2 separate regions of the Sus scrofa genome follow, and region 2 is linked to region 1. Evidence: chromatin contacts called from public promoter capture Hi-C data. All regions are on one chromosome and are shown on one strand. The core of a region is the stretch at or near the end of the contact, and the rest is flanking DNA. Distances in the headings are between cores, read along the strand shown.

Region 1 (7,896 bases), core at 2,984-5,483:
AAATCTTATAATTAGAAGAAAAAAGTAATGTAAAAACATACAGGGAGATGATTTCATAATGAAATCTTCTTTAGCACTTTTTAAATTATTTTTTTATTTTTTGGTTGTACCTGTGGCATGCAGAACTTCCCAGGCCAGGGATCAAACCTGTGCCATGGCAGTAACCAGAGCCACAGCACTGACAATGCCAGATCCTTAACCCACTGAGCCACCAGGGAACTCACAAGTGTTTTCTTTTTTTAAAAAGCAGGGATTCACTAATAGAATTTAACAAATTCACTTGTAATCCTATGCTTATATTGTTTTTAAGCTCATAACAATCCAGGTAAATGGCACGACTTTAAAAGTTTTTTTTAAAGCACAGAAATACTCAGAAAGTTACACCCATAAAAACTTGTAAGCAGTTAGAAATAATGTGTAATATCCTTGTCATCTCAGGAATTGAGGTGTGTTGGGGAAAATGCGGACAAACAAGAAGGACTTATCAGGAAACTCATCAATCAGGGGGTCTGCACTAATTCAGTAGCCTGGAGATCAACAAACTGGTATGGTGTTTGTCCTTTCAGAGAACAAGGCAAGGTGAAGGGGCGGAGTGGATGACCCCTATCCAGAGGAAGAGAAAAAGGAGAAAGGGCTTATCAGGACTCAACAACCATTGAGATCTGCAGTAACTCCGATGTCAACAAGCCAAACATAAGCAAACACTGCAGAGTTAGCCAGTGGAACCTGTTCAAGAAAGAGGAACCAGGAGTTCCCATTGTGGTTCAGTGGTTAATGAATCCGACTAGGATCCTTGAGGATGCAGGTTTGATCCCTGGCCTTGCTCAGTGGGTTCTGAATCCTGCGTTGCTGTGGCTGTGGTGTAGACTGGCAGCTGTAGCTCCGATTCAACCTCTAGCCTGGGAACTTCCATATGCTGCATGTGCGACCCTGAAAAGACAAAAGACCAAAACAAACAAACAAACAAAACCAAAAAACACGAGAGGAAAAAGTATGTATACATGTATGTGTAACTTGGTCCCCATGCTGTACGGAGGAAAAAATAAATAAATAAAAATAATAAAAATTAAAAAAAAAGAGGCACCTCATACTGAGTTTTGAGGACTTCACCTAACAACCAGATTCCTTGAATTCCCACTGGAGAAGGAGGATGTCATCTTGGTGAATATCATGACTTCAGAGTGAATATTCAGTATGACATAGAATGGTTTGATGTGTAAGGAACAGATGATATAAATACTCCAGAAGATATCATCACTAAACAATTTCAATTGAAATCTTGTCCCTAAGGGGTATATATCAATTTCAGAGTGACCCTATCTAAGAATGGCTACATAATTTGTGTGTGGGGGGGTTGTGCAAAAAAAATGAGGGGCTGTTCCAAAATTACTAAGAAATTTCAAGACAGCAATAGCAGAGCACTAAACCAAGTTCAGGGCCCTTTTTAAGCACGGTATCTTGTGTTGTTCCACAGGTTGCAAGCCATATGGAGCTGACCCTGTCCCTACTAAAGAGAATGAAAGTCGGAAGGTTCTACTTTACTTCTGGAAAAGGAAGAACTGCTTGAAAATGTCAAGTAATATATTTTTAATGGAATAATATTTTTACCACATGGAGTATAAAGCAGTCACTGGTTTAATTACACTTTGAATGAATTACAATTGAGGGTTAGAATCACCTTAACCAATGAACAACTGCTTGTCATGTCACTGACTTAATAGTTTGTTTTTGTTTTTTTGTCTTTTTGTCTTTTTCAGGGCTGCACCCACGGCATATGGAGGTTCCCAGGCTAGGGGTCTAATCGGACTGTAGCCACAGGCCTACTCCACAGCCACAGCAACGCCAGATCCGAGCTAAATCTGCAACCTACACCACAGCTCACGGCAATGCTGGATCCTTAACCCATTGAGCGAGGCCAGGGATCGAACTCGAAACCTCATGGTTCCTAGTTGGATTTGTTTCCGCTGCGCCACGACGGGAACTCCTGACTTAATAGTTTTAAAAACCATTTTAGAAAAGCTTCTGAAAACCCACTGACAGCAACTGAAGGGATCCAGCAGAGGTCCTGAATATCAGGATGGTAATTTGACCTAGATTCATGCCTTTTATTCTTTTTGAAGCTGTCATCTGAACTCTCATTCCATGTTAAAAGAAATTTTCCCCGGAGAGGGCTTGAACATCATGCAGAGATCCTGGGCTCAGAAGTGGGTGTGATAATGTGGCTCTGTATTATCTCCCCTTTGGAAGAGAATGAACATACTTTTGGTTGTAAATGAAAGAGCTGTACTATGCTTTGTGCTTATTTAGTCAAATAGTTTTTAAAATTATGAAACATTTTAGATTCCAAAGTGTTGACTCTATAAATACTGAACATACATAGCCACTTCTCAGCTCTTTAGAAACACAATATTAAAAACGTAATTGAAGCCATTTCCTCCCCTCCCACAGATGTAATTGTGAGAACTGCAGAACTTTCCAGCACATAACAACTCTGTCCGAACCCGTGCACTGAGACTTGATCAAATTCTAGCATGGTTTTTAGCAACTTAAGGCTGTGTCCCTAAAATGACCCTAGTCCCTACTGAATCTCATTAAAGACCTGATTGAGAAAGCTCATTGTCTGCTTGGAGAATTTACTGTTTGACCTAGCCAACACCTGATGAAAAATACTGACCTCTCCTGGTGTGTTTACTAGGAAGAGCTTGCAATTGTGAATATGTATCTTGAACTTAGAAGTGTCCTTCTCAAGGACCTGAGAGCTATTCCTTTGAAATGTATTCAATCATCAGGAAGGACAGGATCTCTGCCTCCCAGTTTCTGTGGGAGGGAAAAATCCTAAACTCAAAAATTGCCAGCTAGCAGATACAGCTGGCCTAGACACAATTACACTGACCAAGGCTTTGTCATTTTTCACTTATCTAACTCTAATGAGTCCCGATCTCCCTGCTGGCTCATTCTCCCTTTAAAACCCCTAATCATCTCTGAACAAATCAGGATGGAGCTCAGTCCTTTCCCCTACTGTCAAACTGTTTTGCTGCTTTAACTAATGTCTGGCTGTGTTTATCCTTGAGAACTGCCCTTCCGATTTTTCTAATATATCATTCTGGTGCATTTCTAAAAAGCATATATGCATCTATTAATAAATACATTGTGCTGCCCTTTTTTTTTTTTTAAGGGCTGCACCCCAGGCATGTGGAAATTCCCAGGCTAGGAGCCAATCAGAGCTGTAGCCTCTGGCCTACACCACAGCCACAGCAACACCAGATCTGAGCCATGTCTACTACCTACACCACAGCTCATGGCAGCACCAGATCCTTAATCCACTGAGCAAGGCCAGGGATTGAACTCACTTCCTCATGGATACCAGTGGGGTTGGTTACCACTGAGCCACAGTAGGAACTCCCATGTTGCCTATTTTTAACACCCAATATGACACTGTACTTTATCTGCCCTTCTGCAGTCTGTTCTGTTCTTTTAACATCATATTTTCCAGATTATCTATATTGATACATGTGGCTCTATTTCAAGAGCATTGGGTCCAGGATTTGCAAAAGCATCTCCCTAGGTCCAACCTCCTGAACTCATGTCTACTGTTAGGCCCAGGGGTGGTCAAGAGGAAACAAAGAGCTGGTGCTTTGGTGGTGATGGTGTGGACTGAGCTTGGATGTGGAGGCCGTGGTGTCCTCTCATTTGGAGTGAAGGGGGAAGTGGCGCGGGAAGAGAAGAAACGTGGCAGTGATCCCTGCCTGCAACTCCACAGAGTTCCGGAATTCTAAATTTGGACTTGATCTTCCATATTAGAAAGGTATGTTTACAAAGGTGGGCGGCTGGAGCAGATTTCCTTTACTGTTTAGCGCTTTTTTTTTTTTTTTTTTTTTAATACGACTTCTATTCAGACATCAAGTATGTGGTCACCATTTGTACGTGTGACCGTACCCCACAAAGAGGGGTGGTTGTGACTTTTCCTCACATCCCACTCTCTCCTCAAACACAACTGTTACTCTAGGAAATAGTTCATATATGACTCTCCTATCTCCACCGTCCCTGTGGACTTCTCACCTCGCCTCCTCTCCCCACTCTCTAGGCCTCTCAAATCTGACTTCAAGTAGGACGCCAAGACGGAACGAAGACGCTAACTGGACGCCAAGAAGCGACGCTCACAAGGCCTCCTACTGGGGCGCAGGCCCTCACCAAGCCCCGCCCACTGCGCACGGCCCAGGCCCTGCGGCATCCTGGGACACGTAGTCTTTGGCGGGGCAGCACCTCACCGAGTCTCCTCCTCCAAGCTGCCTTTCGCCCTCGGGACGTCGTGACGTTGAGTTCCTCCAGTCTTCCTTTCCCTCATCCAGAAGCTCAGTCCCAGACTTCCGAGGCCCTTTTGCGACATTGGGTTTCAGTCGGTCTCGGCGCCGGGTCCACTTTTCGGCAAAGTGACGTGGACGTCAATAGCAATGGCGGAAGGAGAAGAGGTCCCGCCACCGCCAACGTCGAGCGGCGACGGCTGGTGAGTGAAAGCCCTGGGCTGGTTCGCACTGCCCCTCTATTCTTCCTTGTCACCACCTTGCCGGTCCCCGAGGAACCAGCAGGCGCCGGTATGGAACGGGAAGACCAGTCCTGCGAGTCCGGCGCCCTGCCCCGCCCCCTCTGCCCGCCGGGTCCCCTCTGGCAGTCCTGTCGTGCCCAGGGGTCTCAGGCCGGACTCGTAGGGAGGGGAGTGTCGTCCAGGAGCTGGGCCTCACTTCAGCCTTCCATTTTCATCCACCGCTTTCCAAAACATGTTGGAGATATGTGGCTTCAGGGCTTGGTTTGGCCGTAGTTCCTGCCTCCGAAGAGTTACATTAGGCTGGTTAGGAGAGAAGTTTAGCGTATGGAGATCTGAGGCACCTGAATACTTGAAGAAAAGACCACTTGAAATTGCTAACCCGACCTTTGCCCGAGGGTTCAGAGGTTGAGAAATACACCTAGGGAGGATCCCTCATACATAATTGAGGTATTTTTTGTCCTAGTTTTTATTTCTCATTTTACGTTCCAGTAGTTTCTATCTTCTCTTTCACACAAGTTTTTTCCCTTCCTACCACTTTCCCTACAGCTCGATTTCAGAGCTTGGGTTGCGATGTAGGACATCGCTCTTGCTCCGCCCAGGCCTTTTCATGCTTACCCGATTTATACTGGGGGTTGTGATGAGGACCTCCAGCAATTTTTTTTTCTTTTTTTTTTTTTCTTTTTGCCATTTTTTGGGGCCGCTCCCGCGGCATATGGAGGTTCCCAGGCTAGGGGTTGAATCGGAGCTGTAGCCACCGGCCTACATCAGAGCCACAGCAACGTGGGATCCAAGCCACGTCTGCGACCTACACCACAGCTCATGGCAACGCCGGATCCTTAACCCACTGAGCAAGGCCAGGGATCGAACCCTCAACCTCATGGTTCCTAGTTGGATTTGTTAACCGCTGAGCCACGACGGGAACTCCGTCCAGCAATTTTTTGGTAGACTTTAGTCACAGAGTGTCGTTAATCTCTGGAAAAGTCTGCTACTTTTGAAATCTTCCCAAAACACTTTTAAAGCTAACGTCATTTTAAAAAAGCAAAACCTTTAGAAGCTTGTCGAGTTTTTACTTACTTAAAATGGATTTAAGTGTATTGACAGCATGTATTAGATAGTTTTAGATTTGCTTGCTTCTATTATACATATACAGCTCACTGGCACTCTCTCTGCCTAAAAATAATCCTGGACATTTGTAAAAGAAGTGTAAGTCATTGAGAGGGATAGATATTGTAATAATTGAGAAATTCACCTCTCATTTGGCAGATAGCAAGCATCGCCTTAGTACATGCACTCTCCAAGGTGGATGAAAACTTATAGTTAGGTATAGTTAGATATAGTTTATTTTCTAAGTTTGCTTATCTTGGAGTTAAGGAGCTGTAACAGATACACTTGCTAAGGAGGTAGAATTGTTTGGGTTCTTTGGAAATGTGAATGAAAATATTATGAGTGTTCAGGGAGACAGAAACCAAGTCGACTTGTAGTTCTTGGGGTAAACTTCATGAGGCAGACATGTTTGAATTAGGCCTTGAAAAAATGAGTAGGATTTAGGCCAGCACTTTTCAATAGAAGTGTAATGTGAGCCACATATGTAATTTAAAATTTTCTAGGAACTACATTAAAAACTAAAAAGAAACATTTCAACATAATCATTGTAATTATGTTCTAGATAAGTGCTTCTCATAATTTAAATGTGCATTGGGATTACCTGGAGATCTTGTTAAAATGAAGATTCGGATTCAGTAGATTTTCTTGGGACTGACTGACTAGCTCCTGGGTGATGACATTTCTGGTTCATGGACCCTACTCTAGTTATCAGGGTTCTAGATAATGTATGTCACAGAATGAATTGGTCAGAGAAATTTATCTCTCTATACTATATGTTATATTAAATCAACAAACACATTTATATATGTATTACATACTTATGCTGTAAAATTTGTTTGATTTCATGATTTATCATTGCTCTTTAGATAGTGAACTACCTTTCATGGGCAGTGGCTGTTAGCAGGTCGCTCAGTAAATGTTTATTGTCTGGATGTGTTCGTGAATGAATAGACTTCTGTAATATCCTGTGCAATAACATACCAAGTTGTCATTTCATATACATTCTCTTACTCCACTGTTTTTGTGAGTTGTGTAATTGTCTGCTGGTGTAATGGTCATGGTCATTTTTTTTAAATGGAAAGCCAAGGTTATCAGAAACTGCCTCAGCTCTTAAACTATATGAAAGTGTAAGCTTTCAGCTTGTAGGCTCAGAGGGCATGGAAAAATTCTTGTAAAAATATTACAGTTTGAAATGATTTAAATTTAATTAAAAAGTTAATGTAAGCTACAGGTTTGAAAATAAATTAATGCAATTCAGAGTTCATTATTCTTGGTATTGAAGAAACCAGCTTTGGGAATTGAATATACGCTTTGATTTTCTGAGGCTTTCCTTTCTGAAATAATTCCTTAAGATTTAAAGTCATGATTTAAAAAATTTTTTTTGCTATACACATTAATTGTGCAACTGTTTGTATTTTGAATTTGCTTAGTTAAAAATTTTTGTACAAGTCTTCTTAAATTGCTTCTAAACTTTCCCTAAAATTGTAGGAATATCAGTTCCATAAAGAAGCTTCTATTAATTTGAGATGTGAATAGGAATTGTTTTGAGAATAATGGGGTCTTTTTCAAAGTTTTGTGCACTTTGTAAACAGTACTCTCAGTGCTTCCATCTTATAAGCATTGAAATAGAGATTTAAAATATATCACTTTAGGAGTAGGTGATTGCAGTTTCAGACATGATATACAGGAAATACATTTAATATGAAAGAGGATGAAACCCACTCCTTAAGAATATTGACAGCTTGTAGTTCTAGGAGGACTAAATATTACCTTACAGAAAATGAAGAGAAAATGAACTGTATTGACTTGAGTTAGGGTTCTTTTTTTCTTTTCTTTCTTTCGTTTCTTTCTTTCTTTTTCTTTTTCTTTTCTTTTTTTTTTTTTTTTTTTTTAAGGACTTTTTAAGACCTGTGGCATATGGAAGTTCTCCCGCTAGGGGTTGAAATCAGAGCTGCAGCTGCCCGCCTACACCACAGCCACAGCAATGTGGGAACTGAGCCGTGTCTGTTACCAATGACACAGCTCACAGCAACGCCAGATCCTTAACCCACTGGGTGAGGCCAGGGATCCATCCAACCCAAATCCTCACAGACACTCTGTTGGGTTCTTAACCTGCTGAGCCATAACAGAAACTCCAAATTACGGGTTTTTAAATGACACTGTTTCATTTTGTAAACTGTAGGTAGAGGGCAGACAAAAAATAGAAATTATGAAGACTTATTTTGTTTATGCTATAATGTTGTAATTCA
Region 2 (7,896 bases), core at 3,012-5,511, 460 kb before region 1:
ATCCAGAATTCTTGGTCTGACATTCAATATTAATGAAAGGAGTTGGAAGAGACCTCAGAGATCACACAATTTTTTTGCTTTATTTTACAGATGAGCAAGGTGAAGCCCAGCAAAGTTAAATGACTTGTCCAAGACAATACTGACAAGGTCAAGTTTAAGTACCATCTCCTTTATGAAAGCGTTTCAGTTTACCCCGCTGAAAGTGAATGCTTTCTCCTCTAAATTCTCACAAAATTCATTCAGAAACTGTATAAGGAAAAGGAGCAGATAAAGACTGAGCATTTTCAGCCATGCTGGATGAGTTAATCAGATACTAGGATGCAGGATTTTATAACAGACTGATTTACAAAGTGGGATGCCAATTCACTGACAAATATAACAGTTAAATGGATGTACAACTTAGGATAACTAATCAATATAATCTGAAGTAGCACACTTTTAAGGACCAGATAATAAATACATGAGGTCACATACAATCTCTGTTGCATATTTCTATTCTCTTTTCTTTTTGTTGTTGGTCTATTTCATTTTTGTTTTGTTTTTACAATGCTTTGAAAATGTAAAAAATATTCTTAGTTCACCACGAATAAGGTTGCATGGATTGCATTTGGGTGGGGGCCTTAGTTTGCTGAGCCTTAATATCTGTTGCCAGAAGGAAATCTGACTTAGGAAACAAAGTAGGTTATTAGAAGGCTGTTTGGTGAATAAAACAGAGTAAAAGGAGTTCGATTTCTGACAGGTTATCAATATCCTGTGAATGTCTACTCTGTGCCAGGTCCTATCCTTGGTCTTGGAGCCATGGTAGTGAATAAGCGATGCAATTACAGTTCTCAAGGTGATGGGGGAGTGGGTGTGTGATGAGAGATGATTGAAACATTTTAAACAGGGTAGTTTCATTATGATTCTGACTGCTATGAGGAAGCAAGACTGAGGCGGGACAAGAAAAGAAGAGGAGATACTGCCGAGAACCTTATTACAGTGGTCCAAGGAAGAGACGACTAATTCAGACCTAGGCTGCAGTGGGGGAAGTGATGGGAAGGATGGTTAGATTTGGGATATATTTTGGAGATAGATCCAACCAGATTTATCAGTGAATCAGATGAGAACACAACCAGGATGAGAGTGCTGGCACTTGCTGATTTTGAGGGAGGACAGAAAAACATAAAAGTGGGGGATACATGGCCAAGAAGAAGGCTGATCTTGGGATGAGGTCAGGGGCAGTGGGAAAGTGAACTCACCTGGGAAAAGTATTAGGACTGTCTGGCATCTTTGAGTGTCATTTGAGATAAAGGGTCATCAAGTGGCATTTTTAGTGGGTTCTTAATGAATAGTACCTAATGTAACTTAACTGAAAATTTATCTTTTGTATAAATGGATCTTTTCCCTTTATTTTATTTTATTGCATTTTTTAGCGCCGCACCTGCGGCATATGGACGTTCCCAGGCTAGGGGTCAAATCGGAGAAGCAGCTGTCAGCCTACGCCATAGCTATAGCTATAGCGACATGGGATCTGAGCTGCCGTGTCTGCAACCTACACCACAGTTCATGGCAATGCTGGAACCTTAATCCACTGAGCAGGGCCAGGAATTGAACCTGCCTCCTCATGAATACTAGTTCATTACCGCTGAGGCACGACAGGAAATCCCTTTATTTTAAATTATACAAATAAATGTTATTGGATACCACAAAAATACATTAACATACCTATAAGTTATAAAGCATATTTAAATGTACATCCACTCTATCTGAATTATACCTTTACCAATAATTTATTTACCTTTGTTCTTTCTAATCCCATCTCCCTTAACACTCCTCTCCCCCACCAATCCATATCCTGAATTTTATGCTTACCATTTTCTTACCTTAAAACAATATATGTATTTTTTTGCCTAAACAATTTTAGTTTTCCTTATACTTGAACTTTATAAAATAGTATCGGGGCCTTGAGTTTTTTAAATTAACCATTACATTTCCAAAATATATCCATGTTATTACGTGTGTTCATTCATTTACACTGCTTAATTGTGTGGCTATACAATAATTTAGTTATCCATTTTCCTATATAAAACATTTGGTTTGTTCCCACTTTTTTGCTATTATTAAAATTGTTGCTGTGAATATTCTTTTATAGTTTCTTGGCACACAAATGCAAAAGTTTCCCAAATGTACATAGTTAGGAGTGAAAATTGCTGGATAATAAGGTGTGTATGTTGACCTTTAGAGGATTTTGCCATATTGCTTTTCTAAGTGGCTGTACCAATTTACACTCAAGGCAGTAATGTTTAAGAATTCCCATTGATGAACATACTCTCCAGAATTTGGTACTGCCAGACTTCTTAATTGTGTCAATTTGCCGAATGACAAACAGCATCTCATTGTAGTCTTTTTTGCATTTCTCAGATTAATAATGACACAGAGCATCTTTTCATATTCTTATCCGTCATAGCACTTTCTCTTTCACATCGGTATTTATCTAACTTTTCAATCAACCATTATAATCTTCTGCCATTTACATTTCCTCCTGAAATACACATTACTTTCAACGGTTACAGATTATTTAACATTTGCCACATTTACATCTAACATTTTCCCTTTTAGGGCACTTATGGCATACCAATAAAGTCTAATTAGTAATGCATTTATAAGTCACATATTGGGTGGCTTTGGGGCAGTTTTCAACATATGAATCCTCATCAGATTAAGAGTTCTGGTCCTATCATTAATGAAGATGTAGCCTTATCATTAGTTTAGACCTTTATTCTTACAAGCTGAATCTCCTCTACTGAAGTTGATGACATACAGAAGGTGGGATCATATCCACTCATCTTTATTTTATTTTATTTTCGTCCCATCTGCACCCATGGAAGTTCCCAGGACCAGGGACTGAACCCCTGCCACAGGAGCAATTCAAGCCGCTGCAGCAACAACAGCGAGATCCTTAATCCGTTGGGCCACAAGGGAACTCCTCCATAGTAGGATATGAAGTTCTCTTGTGGCCCAGCAGATTAAGGATCCCGCTGTTTTTTTATTTACTTTTTCCTTTTTACTTCTGCACATATGGAATTTCCAAGGCTAGGGGCTGAATCGAGCTGCAGCTGCCAGCCTACCCAACAGACACAGATCCAGCTTGATGTAAGGTGGGACCCTTAACCCACTGAGAGAGGCCAGGGCTTAACCGGCATACTCATGGATATTATTGGGGAATCCGATGAGCCTCATTTTTTTTTTTTTAAGGGCTGCAGTGTGGCATATGTAAGTTCCCAAGCTAGGGTTCAGATCAGATTTACAGTTGCCAGCCTATGCCACAGCCACAGAAACGCCAGATCCGACAGCTCAGGCAACGCTGGATCCTTAACCCACTGAGTGGGGCCAGGGATCTGACTCGAACCATCATGGACATGAGCCCGGTTCACTTCCATGAGCCAAAAGGGGTACTCCCCCCTACTCATTCTTAAACCAGTATTCCAAGCATCGTGTATTCAATACATTTTTGTATGACTTTCACCTCAGTGTACCAATGCTGTCCTGAAAAGTACCGTCTACATACTTACTTTACAGCTGGCCCTACCACTCGGCACCAAGCGTGCTTTCTCTGCCCATCTCTGCCATTTCAAGTAGTGAGACAAGAACTGTAGGTCTCTTACTTACCTCTACTTGGGCAGAAAAGAGCTCCCTTATTATTCGTTTCACAATGACGGGACGGGGAGCAACAGAAGGGGAGGGGGTGGGGAAGTCATCAACTTGTAAAGTTAGGGACTTCTTGGGTGCGACTGTGGGCACGCCCTTCTGGACAAGTCGACATTTTCTTCACTCATATCGTTTGAAAAAAGCATTACCTTTATCTACAACAAAGGTCCAAAATTCATGGTCATGAGTTGTGCACATTTCCTAAAAGCAAACAATACAAACACACGGATGTCCCAATACCCACACACCAACGAAAACACATCCACGTGCTCCGGCCTTCTCCCGCGCCTCAACTTCTTTGAAACCTAACTGAGAAAAATTATCTTAGCATTCCGTCTCACACTTTCGACAATATCCATTCAGCAAAAATAAAATTTAAACAGAAAGTTCTAAAAGAAGCATTTAAACGGATGATAAAACTTCCTTTGTTTACATACCTTCTTTTCTTTTTGCTTTTGTGGGAGGGGGGTTATTTTGAGTCTCCAGACTGAACCCGCCCATGAGCACAAGTAGAAACTGCGACGAGTTGGGCGCAGCTGCTGAGGAGGCGGGGCGGAGGTTGTGACGTCATCGCCGCGGGGCGGAGGCGACGGTGCCTGAGGAGAGACTCCGCGTGCTGCAACGCCGGCTGCCTGCCTCTGAGGCGGCGTGAGTCCCAACCAGCAGCTGCTTTTCGCTAGTGGTCCTTCCACGTTGAGTTCTGCGTGAAGATGGCAGACGATCTTGGAGATGAGTGGTGGGAGAACCAGCCAGCAAGAGCAGCCAGCAGCCCAGGTACCCACTGTGCCCGCGTTGCTGCGGGGCCTCCCCCACCCCCCAGCCCTTCTTTGCACTTCAGCCCCCGCCAGCCTCTGGCGGTCGCCGGGTTCTGCCCCGCCGAGGTGCGCACCGCTGAGGGAACACCCTATCGTCACGGAGCAAGTGGTGTGGGAGATTTACTAACACGTGAGACAGACAAGTGTGACAGTAACTCAGACCTGCCTTCCATTTGGGAAAAAACCCTTCCCAAGCAGCTTTTGCTTTTCGTTTTCCTGTTTCTTAATAGATATGACAGTTTTCGCGGAGACAGGGAGTTTAGGCTTAGTGGTTAAGGGTTAATTCCTAGATTAGGTCCAATTTGCTTATGTTCACATCGCGACTCCAGGCCTCTAATACTATTTCGCTTCCTTTTCTTCATCTGTAAAATAAGGATAATAATGGTAATTGCGTAAGATTGTTGCGAAGTTTAAATGAAGATAATACAAATGGTGCACTTTGGCACCATTTGTACGAGGTAAATAAAAACTTTACTTTTTCTTGCTATCATCATCATGTAATTTGGATTATTTGGCCTAAAGGAGACTTAGAGATTCACTTGGACTCTCCCAGTTGAGAGATAAGGAACGTGAAACCTAAAGATGTCAAGTAACCTGACAAGATCCTAAAGCTAGTTGGTGTCAGAAACAAGACTAGAATTCAGTTGATACAATTTGGACAATGTTTATTATTCTATGTGTACTGGCTGCCAATTCAGTGAACATTTTATCCTTGAGTCACCTTAAGTAACTCCTCACCACAGGCTGGCCTTGAACTTTCAAGTCCCATGGCTTAATGTACAGTTTTTGTTTTTTAAATCATCCTTCAAAGTTGGCCTCTTTCCTTATTAGATTATAATATTTATTAGAACAAAGCAAAAACCTGATCATGTCTGTAAAGTCCACAGGACTGTGCACATGATTGACAGTTGATACATATTTGCTGCAAACGTTAGTCTTGAAATATGAGTTGAGAAATATCCATTAAAGACAAAATTCTGCTACAGCATTGTTTCCAGAAGGGCAGGCTTCAGGTACAGACTAAGCAAATGTCTTTTTTTTAAATGTTGCCAGTGTGATACTTCCTTGATTAAACTTCCTCTTTGTTGCTCTGTTTCTAGCAAATGTATGCTTCTTCTTGAAGGTACAAATGCCTTTCTTTTAAGGCTGTGGTATTTCACTTTTACTTTAATAACCTCTGCCCCCTGTAACTAAGGTGTTAAAAGCTGTATTTTATGGTATGATTCAAGGATAGAGGCCAATTAAGAAATAGTTGAGAAGTTCCTGTCGTGGCTCAGTGATTAATGAGTCCAACTAGGAACCCTGAGGTTTCGGGTTTGATCCCTGGCCTTGCTCAGTGGGTTAAGGATCCAGCGTTGCCGTGAGCTGTGTTGTAGGTTGCAGACTTGGATCAGATCCCAAATTGCCGTGGCTGTGGCGTTGGCTCCCATTGGACCTCTAGCCTGGTAACCTCCATATGCTGCAGGTGCAGCCCTAGAAAAGACCAAAAAAAAAAGAAAGAAAGAAAGAAATAGTTGAATTCCCTTTGAGTGGTGAAGGGGATCGTGATTCTTGGTCCTAGTTCTGTTTCTTGCCCCTCACCACCTATATGTCTCTAAAGTTAGTCACCCTTTGGGTAGAAGAAAATGAACATATATTGAGTATGTACAATGTGTCAGATGTTTTCTTAAATATGAATTCATTTTATCTTCATAACATGCTTAAAAGGTAAGGTTACTTTCATTTTTATAATGAGAAACAGAAAATTTAATGTACTTAGGAACATACAGCAAGGGAGAGATCTGGGAAGAGGATAGTAAAGTGCACCTGACTTTCGAAGTCACACTTTTCCCATTATTACTATGTGGCTTCTCTGGTCCTCAGTATCATAATCTGTAAAATGAGGGATCCTTAGAGATCATCTTTTTAAGGATTTTACCAACCTACGGTTTTAAACATTGAATCTAGTTAGAATGATAAAGTGCTACAGCCTTTTTCATCTAAGTTGCCGGAATTCCCATCAAGATATGTTGGAGTCCCCAGGTTCACCCTACTTCTTGGGTTCATTCTAGTTGTAAGACTGAGCTTTGAAAATTGCTAACATTAAATTTATTGAGGGGTTTTGCTTTGTTAACTCCTTTGAAGGTAGGTGAGTACATACACTTCCTTGAGATCTGCTTGATTGATTATTTACTTGGTGATTTGTCTAACCTATATAACCTCTCGAATTTGGAAGAAATCACAGTTGTACCAATTCATGTTTTCTGATTCTACTTAGGTTAATGGGGAAAGATCAGCTAAAATATGTGAATTATATTTTGTTTTGAAAGTCAAAGGAGAAATAGTGCCTTACATCAGAGAAGGGAAAAATCATGGTAGTAATGCCTTTATTCCTGTTGCCTGCTATGCTACCTGCTTATAGGTAAAAAATTTTTCCTTATCACCTGTTCCCAGTACATGCTTATGGTGGCAAGGTGATGGAGCATTTTAGTCATTTATTCAACAGTCTACATCTTTCTACAACAAAGGCCTGACATTTGTAGTTATAAATTCTTGTACCAATTTTCTAAGGATAAACTATACAAATACATGGATGACCAAACACTGACACACTGGGTATGACACTTATCCAGCTTTTTTTGTCAGGAAAATGAACTATGTTTTGGCTGTTTTCATGACTTTTTAGATGTGGTATGTAACTTAGAAACCAGTTACATAAAGGTTTACTCTTTATGTAAACTCTAAAGGTTTACTCTTATTCTACATGTGACCCTTTTGTACATATCTGTGGCTTTTCAAGACTTATAGTTTTTCTACAGGCATTTCTTACTTTATTGCACTTCACTTTATTGTGCTTCGCAGATACTGTTTTTTTTTTTTTTTTTTTTTTAACAAATTAAAGGTCTGGCGTCCCCGTCGTGGCGAAGTCATTAACGAATCTGACTAGGAACCATGAGGTTTCGGGTTCTACCCCAGCCTCGCTCAGTGGGTTAAGGATCCGGTGTTGCCGTGAGCTGTGGTGTAGGTTACAGACGCAGCTCGGATCCCGAGTTGCTGTGGCTCTGGTGTAGGCCGGCGTCTATAGCTCTGATTAGACCCCTAGCCTGGGAAGCAGCTCAAGAAATAGCAAAAAGACAAAAGAAACAAACAAATTGAAGGTCTGTGGTGACCCTCTTGGTTAGTATTTTTTAGCAATAAATTATTTTTTAATTAAGGTATGTACTCTTTTTATGTGTAGTGCTATTACACACTCAATAGAGTACAATATAGTGTAAATATAACTTTTTTGTGTGTGCATTGGGAAACCAAAAAATTCATGTGACTTGTTTTATTGTGGTATTCGCTTTATTGATAGTGGTCTGAAATGGAGCCAAACCAAAAAATCTCTGAGATATGCCTGTACTAGAATCCTACA

What was found. Promoter capture Hi-C pulls out the DNA fragments that hold promoters and counts their contacts.
Region 2: a promoter capture Hi-C map of fetal liver shows a contact between it and region 1, with 4 times the contacts expected there. The contact joins the promoter of CMSS1 here to the promoter of TBC1D23 in region 1. A contact is called at or near these places in 3 of 5 promoter capture datasets (fetal liver, liver and skeletal muscle), 1 of 47 Hi-C or Micro-C datasets (blood) and 2 of 2 datasets of contacts at active chromatin or transcription factors (alveolar macrophages and skeletal muscle).

The regions. Positions count from the first base shown.
Region 1 is chr13:158,725,622-158,733,517 of Sscrofa11.1, reverse strand. It overlaps TBC1D23 (TBC1 domain family member 23), which reads left to right and starts at 4,233. Exons shown (of 19, transcript XM_021071307.1): 1 at 4,233-4,504. The coding sequence starts at 4,452.
Region 2 is chr13:159,188,491-159,196,386 of Sscrofa11.1, reverse strand. It overlaps CMSS1 (protein CMSS1), which reads left to right and starts at 4,261. Exons shown (of 10, transcript XM_021071314.1): 1 at 4,261-4,461. The coding sequence starts at 4,398.